2 separate regions of the Sus scrofa genome follow, and region 1 is linked to region 2. A link is a contact called in public Hi-C data. All regions are on one chromosome and are shown on one strand. Each heading gives the region's core, a stretch centred on a gene start, on an enhancer-like site or on the middle of the called end of the contact. The rest is flanking DNA. Distances are from core to core; before and after follow the strand shown.

Evidence for each region. A called contact is a pair of places that touch in the nucleus more often than the background predicts.
Region 1: a Hi-C map of skeletal muscle shows a contact between it and region 2, with 3 times the contacts expected there. The contact joins the promoter of FUZ here to the enhancer-like site in region 2. A contact is called at or near these places in 10 of 47 Hi-C or Micro-C datasets (alveolar macrophages, blood, brain and 5 more) and 2 of 2 datasets of contacts at active chromatin or transcription factors (alveolar macrophages and skeletal muscle).

The regions. Positions count from the first base shown.
Region 1 is chr6:54,828,340-54,832,877 of Sscrofa11.1, forward strand. FUZ (protein fuzzy homolog) reads right to left here and starts at 2,086. Exons shown (of 11, transcript XM_003127337.4): 1 at 837-2,086; 2 at 457-578. The coding sequence starts at 947.
Region 2 is chr6:54,751,892-54,756,495 of Sscrofa11.1, forward strand. No RefSeq gene overlaps it. Among named protein-coding and RNA genes, the nearest start is that of CPT1C, 21 kb to the left of the region's middle. Within about 2 kb of position 1,505, at least 27 of the 83 cell types and tissues checked have an H3K27ac peak or open chromatin away from gene starts, as enhancers often do. A contact at or near this core is called in alveolar macrophages, liver and skeletal muscle, where this site is marked.

The DNA of each region.
Region 1 (4,538 bases), core at 836-3,335, 77 kb after region 2:
GGTCTGCCTTTGATCCTGGATGTCAGCCACATCACATCCCAGCAAAATGTGCTTCTCATGCTGAGAAACAGGGTTCGGAGTTCCCAGCGTGGCGCATCAGAAATGAATCCGACTAGGAACCATGAGGTTGTGGGTTCTATCCCTGGCCTCGCTCAGTGGGTTAAGGATCCGGCATTGCCGTGAGCTGTGGTGTAGGTGGCAGACACAGCTCGGATCTGACATGGCTGTGGCTGTGGTGTGGGCTAACAGCTACAGCTCCGATTGGATCCCTACCCTGGGAACCTTCATATGCCACGGGTGCAGCCCTGAAAAAAACAAAATAAAAAGAGAGAGAGAAACAGGGATTGGGACGTAACTAACAAAGAGTCCACAGTCAGGTAAAGAGCTGGATGGTCTCGGGTCATCTTTAAAAGGGGTTTTCACCCTGGCCCTGTCCCCAGGATACGGCTTGGAGACCTGTCATGGAAACTTTTCCACACCACGGTTGTGTCCTCTGTCCTCGCAGAGCTCAGCTGCACCTCGAGGTTCTGCCCAAACATGTGAACTCCATTGAGGGAACCGATGACAGAGAATGGGAGCTGGGGAAAGATGGGAACATTAGACAGGAGCCTCCAATCCCCTCCTCGAGAACAAGTTACTGAGGCCCTCATCCCCCTCCTCTCTCTAGAAGCCCTGGCCACTCCTCTTCAGGGAACCAGGATCCCTGGTCAGTTGCACTCTGGACCCTCTAAACGCAACTCTGAATCTTCCCCAGCCCCTACGGGTTTGAAGACCCAGAGTCCAAGTTTCTAACCCCTTCTATATCTATTTCACAGAGCCAGGCGCCCGGGCCCCACCTGTTGGCGGGCGGGGGCGCCGCCGCGGCTGCTCCTGCAAAACAAGGGTACCCCGCTGGATGCCGCGAGGCATAGCAGATGTACCATGCCCTCGGTCCCCTCCTCCCCCATCTGGAAACCCGCCTTCCAGTCCCCTCGTGGGGACAGTCAGTGCCCGCCTTGTAGCATGCCCGTAGTCACACTAAATCGGGCTGCAGTCCAAAGCCGCCAAAGGGCGAGATGGGCAGCTGATTGGAAGGGGACTAGGTTCCCGCTTTCTTCATCCAACTCAAATCCATCGCTTAACCCCTATTCCAGCACTTCCCCCGAATCCCGCTAGGCTCTTCCGCCCCAGCCGGAAGTCACAATACCCCGAACAAAGATGGAGGCTAATTCTATTTCCGAAGTTTTGTAGGCGCTTTTTGAACGGGTTTCCCTCTATTTCTTTAATAAACAAAACGAAGTGCTGGGCTTGGAGGTAGTGACCGCATCAAGGCCGTTGCCTAGTAATCATCATATAGATTAGTACGTTTCACATTCGTAATTGATAAACAGCGTGGCCACACTCAAAGATGGCGACGGTGACAGGGCGTTGCCTAGCAACCACCCTGGTTCAGAGGTCCATTTTGTAGCTGTAAACACTAACCCCGCTCAGAGATAGCGCCAGTGCCTGGCGTTTCGCAGCGCCCACGACTCAGTCCAAGTTTCCTTCTAAGGCTGAGCAGCTGTGCCCTGCTCAAAGACGGCCGCAGGACGAATCCCTAGCAACTTTCCTTAGAGCAAAATCAAAACGACACTCTGCCCCCCCCAAACCTTGGGGATGGTTTGGTCCGGCGAGCGTTGCCTAGTAACCACCAGACGAGAGGGTTGCTTTTATTAGAAAAAGAAAGATGAAGTGCTTTATTTTCCAGAATCATAGAAATATTGTTTCTCATGAGTTTATACATGAAAGTGTATCGTGCAGAATGTGAAAATATTTCTTCTAAAATCCTTTCCCTAAAATATGTTGAGAGTTTACCACATAATCGCATTTTCACAAATACGACTACTATACTAACGTTGCTTTCAAACTTTTTTCTATCAAATCATATAAGTATACATTGTCTTTTAAAATTTTATGTATTTATGTATTTTCGTCTTTTTAAGATGTCCTATTATAACCTATATTATGGATGTAACAAAAAAATTTAGCTGATCCTATAGTGACATATATTAGGCTCTTAACTCCCTGTTTAAAGTGATAAATTAAATCATCACTGAGTTATCAATTTGATTGATCTTTTCTCTTTTGTGAGAATTTACCTTCATTTATCCAAACATATATTAAAATATATTGTGATAGGAGTTCCTGTTGTGGTGCAGTGGTTAACGAATCCGACTAGGAACCATGAGGTTGAGGGTTCGGTCCCTGCCCTTGCTCAGTGGGTTAAGGATCTGGCGTTGCCGTGAACTGTGGTGTAGGTTGCAGACGCGGCTCAGATCCCGCGTTGCTGTGGCTCTGGCGTAGGCCGGTGGCTACAGCTCCGATTCAACCCCTAGCCTGGGAACCTCCATATGCAGCAGGAGCGGCTCAAGAAAAAGGCAAAAAGACAAAAAAAAAAAAAAATATATATATATATATATATATATATATATATAGTGATATTTAAAATTTTTTTCTTTTAAACGTTTTGCCAGCATTCTGGATTTGATTTCTAATAGCTGTGAAATATTAAGACATTTTAAGATAATAATGTCTGATAAGAAATGTGAAGACAGGAGTTCCCGTCGTGGCGCAGTGGTTAACGAATCCGACTAGGAACCATGAGGTTGCAGGTTCGGTCCCTGCCCTTGCTCGGTGGGTTAACGATCCGGCGTTGCTGTGAACTGTGGTGTAGGTTGCAGACGCGGCTCGGATCCGCGTTGCTGTGGCTCTGGCGTAGGCTGGTGGATACAGCCCCAATTCGACCCCTAGCCTGGGAACCTCCATATGCCTCGGGAGTGGCCCAAGAAATAGCAACAACAACAACAAAAGACAAAAGACAAAAAAAAAAAAAAAAAAGAAATGTGAAGACATTCACCCTGCATATTAAATTACATTAAACCTCTAGAGGAATAAACAGGTGCATAAAATAACAAATGAAGCTAAATGTCAAATTCTCCCCATAGTTCCAAGCATCTCTTTAGTCCACTTATATTTATTGTGACTACTATTGTATTTAGATTTATTTCTACCATTTAATTTTTATATTTCTTGTTGTTCTGCCTTTTAAAGATTTTTTTTCCTCCTTTTTTTTGGCTCTGCCAGTGGCAGGTGGAAATTTCCAAGCCAGGGACCAAACCCACACCACAACAGCAATCAAAGCCACTGCAGTGACAGTGCCAGATCCTTAACATGCTTCACTACAAGAGAAGTCCACAAAAGACGTTTTGAGATAAATTTTTTTTGGGTCTTTTTCTAGGGTTGCACCTGTGGCATATGGAGGTTCCCAGGCTAGGGGTCCAATCTGAGCTGTAGCCGTCAGCCCACACCACAGCCACAGCCATGTCAGATCCGAGCTGTGTCTGCGACCTGCACCACAGCTCACGGCCAACACTGGATCCTTAACCCACTGAGAGAAGCCAGGGATGGAACCCGCAACCTCGTGGTTCATAGTCAGATTCCTTAACCACTGAGCCATGACAGAAACTCCAAGATAAATTTGATCATGGATTTAAGTGTTTGACCAGACTAAGAAATAATTTTTTTTTTTTTTTTTGGTCATTTCCAGGGCCTCACCTGTGGCATATGGAGGTTCCCAGGCTAGGGGTCCAATCCGAGCTGTAGCCGCTGTAGCTGTAGCCACAGTCACAGCGACACAGGATCCCAGCCTTGTTTGCTACAGCTCACGACAACGCCAGATCCTTAACCCACTAATCGAGGCCAGGGATTGAACCCGAATCGTCTTGGTTACTAGTCAGGTTTGTTAACCACTGAGCCACGATGGGAACTCTAGATGGCAGGGTGGTGGTGGTGTTGTTTAGCCACACCCAAGGCTTATGGAAGTTCCCAGGCAGGGATACAACCCATGCCTCAGCAATGTCCCCAGCCACTGCAGAGCCAATGCTGGATCCTTAACCTGTTGCACCACATCAGGAACTCCTGGGGGATTTGTTTTCAAAGGGTTCAGCAGGAATTCCTGTTGTGGCATACGCTGGTGGTAATAAACTCAACTAGTATCCATGAGGATGCAGGTTCAATCCCTGGCCTTGCTCGGTGGGTTAAGGATCTGGCATTGCCGTGTGAGCTTTGGTGCAGTTTGCTGACCGGGCTCAGATCCTGAGTTGCTGTGGCTATGGTTGTGCGGTAAGCTAGCAGCTGCAGCTCAGATTCAACCCCTAACCTGGGAACTTCCATATGACACAAGTGTGGCCCTAAAAAGTAAAAAAATACCTAAATAAATAAAATGGTTCAGCAAAGGAGTTCCCTGGTGGTGCAGCAGGTTAAGTATCCCCTGTTGTCACTGCCGTGCCTTTGGCATTGCTATGGTGGGGGTTTGACCCCTGGCCTGGCAATTTCCATATGCTGGAGGTGCAGCCAAAAGAAACAACACCATAAAACGTTCAGCAAATCAAAAAGGAAAAAGATAAATGTGACAATATAGTGATACTGCTGAGTGTGCAAAGCAACGCACCCTTTTTCCCTGAAATATATCGACAAACTGCATTGGAAGACGTTGTTCTCATTTCCACCCCCACTATCCC
Region 2 (4,604 bases), core at 255-2,754:
AGAGGACCTTGCTGTTTATCTGTTCTATATGGGATAGTTTGCATCTACGAACCCCAAACTCCCACCTCCCTTCCCCTTGGCAACCACAAGTCTGTTCTCCTTGTCCATGAGTCTGTTTCTGTTTTGTAGATAGGTTCATTTGTGCCATATTTTAGATTCCGCATATAAGTGATATCATACGGCATTTGTCTTTCTCTTTCTGATTTACTTTGCTTAGTATGATCGTCTCTAGGTCCATCCATGTTACTGCAAATGGCATTATTTTGCTCTTTTTTATGGCTGAGTAGTATTCTATTGCGAATATGTACCATGTTTTTATCCATTCTTCTGTTGATAGACCTTTAAGTTGTTTCCATGTCTTGGCTATTGTGAGTAGGGCTGCTGTGAACATAGAGGTTTGAATTATTGTTTTGTCTGGATATATGCCCACGAGTGGGATTGCTGGGTCATATGGTAATTCCATTTTTAGTTTGAGAAAGCTTCTTTTTGCATCTGTTAATTTTCTCTCTTTTTTTTTTTTTTTTTTTTTTTTTTGGCCACCCCATGGCATATGGAGTTCCTGGGTGGGCTGGATTAGATCCAAGCCACCGTTGTGATCTCCACCTGCAGCAACGCTGGATCCTTTAACCCACTGTGCTGGGCAGCGGGAACTCCTGCATCTGTTGATTCTCACTTGCCTCCAGCTCAAAATAATCCTTGTTAAAGTGGTACATTTGGGGCTATATTTCTGATCCCTTCATTGCCACAGAGGTCCTAAAAATTCCTAGAAAATGAGATTCCTTGAGTGATGAAAGTGTTTTTCGGCTGCTAGGGGAGTGGCTCTTGGCTGAGGGGCCTCTTGGTAGTTTCAGAATGGGGCCTGGTCACCAAGAAGACCAAGTGATGATTAAAGTTTTAAGATTGTCTACTCTATGCCCTGGCCTTTGGGGATGGGAGAGGGGCTGGAGATGGAGGTCAGTCACAGTCATTAGTGGCCAATGATTGAATCAATTGTGTGCGTAGGTAATGAAACCTTCATAAAACCCCTAAACAAAAAGGGTTTGTTGAATTTCTTCTTCTTCTTCTTTTTTTTTTTTCTTTCTAAAGCCACACCTACAGTACATGGAGGTTCCCAGGCTAGGGGTCAAATTGAAGTTGCAGCTGCTGGCCTACGTCACAGCCACAGCAACAGCAACACCAGATCCAAGTCATGTCTGCTACCTACACCACAGCTCACAGCAATGACAGATCCTTGACCTACTGAGCAAGGCCAGGGATTGAACTCGCGTCCTCATGGATGCTAATCGGGTTCGTTAACCGCTGAGCCCCGACAGAAATTCCAATAACTCTTTAAAAGCCATATATGGGTCTTAACAGGGACTCTGCAAACCATCTTTCTTCTTTGCCAGCTGGCTGTTGTAGACTCTGCCGGTAGGGGGCACCAGAGAGACTGTAGAAACCTGGAGGAAGCAATAAGACTGGGCTCTTCCTGTTTGCTTTCTCTTGTTTATTTCCTGTCAGTTTCTTGTCCCCATTCGCATTTCCCAGCACAGCCTCTTTATCCCAGCGGAGACAGTTCCTTCCTGTAGCAGCAGCTGCTGAATCTAGTTTACAGGGTTTGGTTTTTTGTTTTTTTTTTTTACAAATCTTGCACACCCTCAGAGATGCCATCCGCATGTCAACAACCTTCCAGAGAAGATTCTAGTCCCAGGTGGTCCTCTGCGCTCAGACACACCTGCACCAGCAGAGCAACACCCACTCCTCATTGGCTGACTTTCATCTTCAGTGAGGCTCTCATCTAAGTGTTTAGTTTTCATCATTCTAACCTATATCCTTTGTTTTTTCTGGACCGGGATCTTTAGCTACTTCCCGTAGTTACTACCACCATGATACCCTAGGGCTGTCATATTGCCTTTTCAGTTGCCTAGTTACCAACCCTTTATACCTAGCAACATTTCTTTCTTTCTTTTTTTGGCCACACCCACAGCCTGTGGACGTTTCTGGGCCAGGGATCAAAGCCACTGCAGGGACAACACGGGATTCTGAACCCACTGCACCTCAAGAGAACTCAAATAGCCTTTTTTTTTTTTTTTTTTTGGTCTTTTTGCCTTTTCTGGGGTCGCTCCCGCGCCATATAGAGATTCCCAGGCTAGGGGTCTAATCGGAGCTGTAGCCACCGGCCTGCACCACAGCCACAGCAACTCTGGATCCGAGCCGCATCTGCAACCTACACCACAGCTCACGGCAACAGCAACCTGCATCACAGCTCACGGCAACAGCAACCTCATGGTTCCTAGTTGGATTTGTTAACCACTGAGCCACAACGGGAACTCCCTCCAATAGCCTTTCTTTACATGAAATCATCTTTGTTAAAATAACTGGTGTGATTTCTATCTCCTGAAGATACCTTGACCAACGCCAGGGTTTGCAGCAGGAAGCGGATTCTCAAAAATGGGGTTTGGGGAATTGTTTAGTTGGTTTCTAGGGTTCGAACCCTGTAATGATCTCCTGGCTAAGAGGTAGGATGCTTGTATCCACAGTCTGAAGCGGCATCGTGGGGAGTCATGCATTCGCACCACGTCGAGGTACCAGTGAATGGGGTGACTTGGGGGTTGAGTGGCTGCTGCATTTCACCACTATGGCACTAACAACAGCCGCAAGGACAGAGTGTTCAGTGGCTTCTTCTGAGTGCCCTCCCTGACATGCTTTTTTTTTTTTTTAATATGTGTTCCTTATTTTCCTTTTTTTTTTAGGGCCTCACCTGTGGCATATGGACATTCCCAGGCTAGGGATTCAATCAGAGCTGCAGCTGCTGGCCTACACCACAGCCACATCCACGCCAGATGCGAGCTGCATCTGTAACCTATGCCGCCACTTGTGGCAATGACAGATCCTTAACCTCCTGAGTGAGGCCCGGGATCGAACCTGCATCCTCATGGACACTGTGTTGGGGTCTTAACCCGCTGACCCACAACGGGAACTCCAGGACCCCTGACATGCTTAATGAAGGAATATTATGAGCATAGGTCTTTATTTTTTATTTATTTTTTTGTCTTTTTGCCATTTCTTGGGCTGCTCCCGTGGCATATGGAGGTTCCCAGGCTAGGGGTCTAATCGGAGATGTAGCCGCTGGCCTACACCACAGCTCAGGGCAACACCAGATCCTTAACCCACTGAGTGAGGCCAGGGATTGAACCTGCAACCTCATGGTTCCTAGTCGGAGCCACAAGGGGAAGTCCATGAGCGCTGGTCTTTAAACTTTCAGCTCCAATCACAGTCAGAGAGCCAAAGAGTTTCTACGAAAACCGTAAAAGAATTTCATATTTCTTGTAAACACAGGGCCAACACAGCTGAAAATTCTGCATAAACCAGAGGTGCATGGGTTCCAGAATCACATACAAATTTGAATTTAAAACTTCGCTAACTTTCTAACAGGAAGTTTTGGGCATTGATTGGGAAGGTGTGGGAACCTGAGTTTTACAGTGGTGACATCTGGTTGAACACAACTAAATCTGAACCTCTTGAGCCTCCTCTGTTCCCACTTTTCCACACTGGCTACCGACTCATTCCCCACTCGCCTTTTCAGTAAAACGCATCAAAAGAGTGATCTAGGGAATTCCCATTGTGGCTTAGCGGGTTAAGAACCTGACTAGGAACCATGATGTTGCAGATTCGATCCCTGGCTTCGCTCAGTGGATTCAGGATCCAGCGTTGCCACAAGCTGCGGTGGAGGTTGCAGATGTGGCTCAGGTCCTGAGTTTTGGTGGCTGTGGTATAGACTGGCAGCCACAGCTCTGATGCAGCGCTTAGCCTGGGAACTTCCATATGCCACAGGGATCACCCTAAAAAGAAAAATAAAAGTGACCTGAACCTACCATCTCTGAATGTTTGCCATGGATTCTGTTGTCAGTGTCACTCTTTCAGGCTTTCCTCACCGCCTCTCCAGTGGAGCTGCTTTTGTCTTTCAATCCAGTGGTCAGGTTTCAGTGTGCATCTTAGCTGGTTGATAGAAGCGGTCGTCAGCTGCTTACTCCCTCTTTGTTAATAACCTTTCCTTTTACTCCCAGGAGCCACCTTCGTGGGGTTTCTTCCTTCCTCCCTGGTTTCTCCTCATCGGTCTCCACTGTGATGAGTTCTGCCACTTGTCCCAGGCTTCTGAGTTTTGAACCTTTCCAGATTGCTTTTTTTTTCCCCCCTTTCTTTCTCTCTTTAAAAATTGATAATCTGGGAGTTCCCATCGTGGCGCAGTGGTTAGCAAATCTGATTAGGAACCATGAGATTGCGGGTTCTATCCCTGCCCTTGCTCAGTGGGTTAACGATCTGGCGTTGCTGTGGCTGTGGTGTAGGCTGGTGGCTACAGCTCCAATTGGACCCCTAGCCTGGGAACCTCCATGTGCTGTGGGTGTGGCCCTAAAAAGACAGGAAAAAAAAAAAAAAAAAAAGAATATACTCTGGAGTTCCTGCTGTGGCACAGTGGTATTGAGGGTGTTTCTGCAGCACTGGGACACAGGTTCAATCCCCGGCCTGGCACAGTGGGTTGAGCTGCAGAATAGTTTGTAACTGTGGCTCATATCCCATTCCTAGCTGAGGAACTCTATATGCTGCAGGACGGCCAAAAATACATT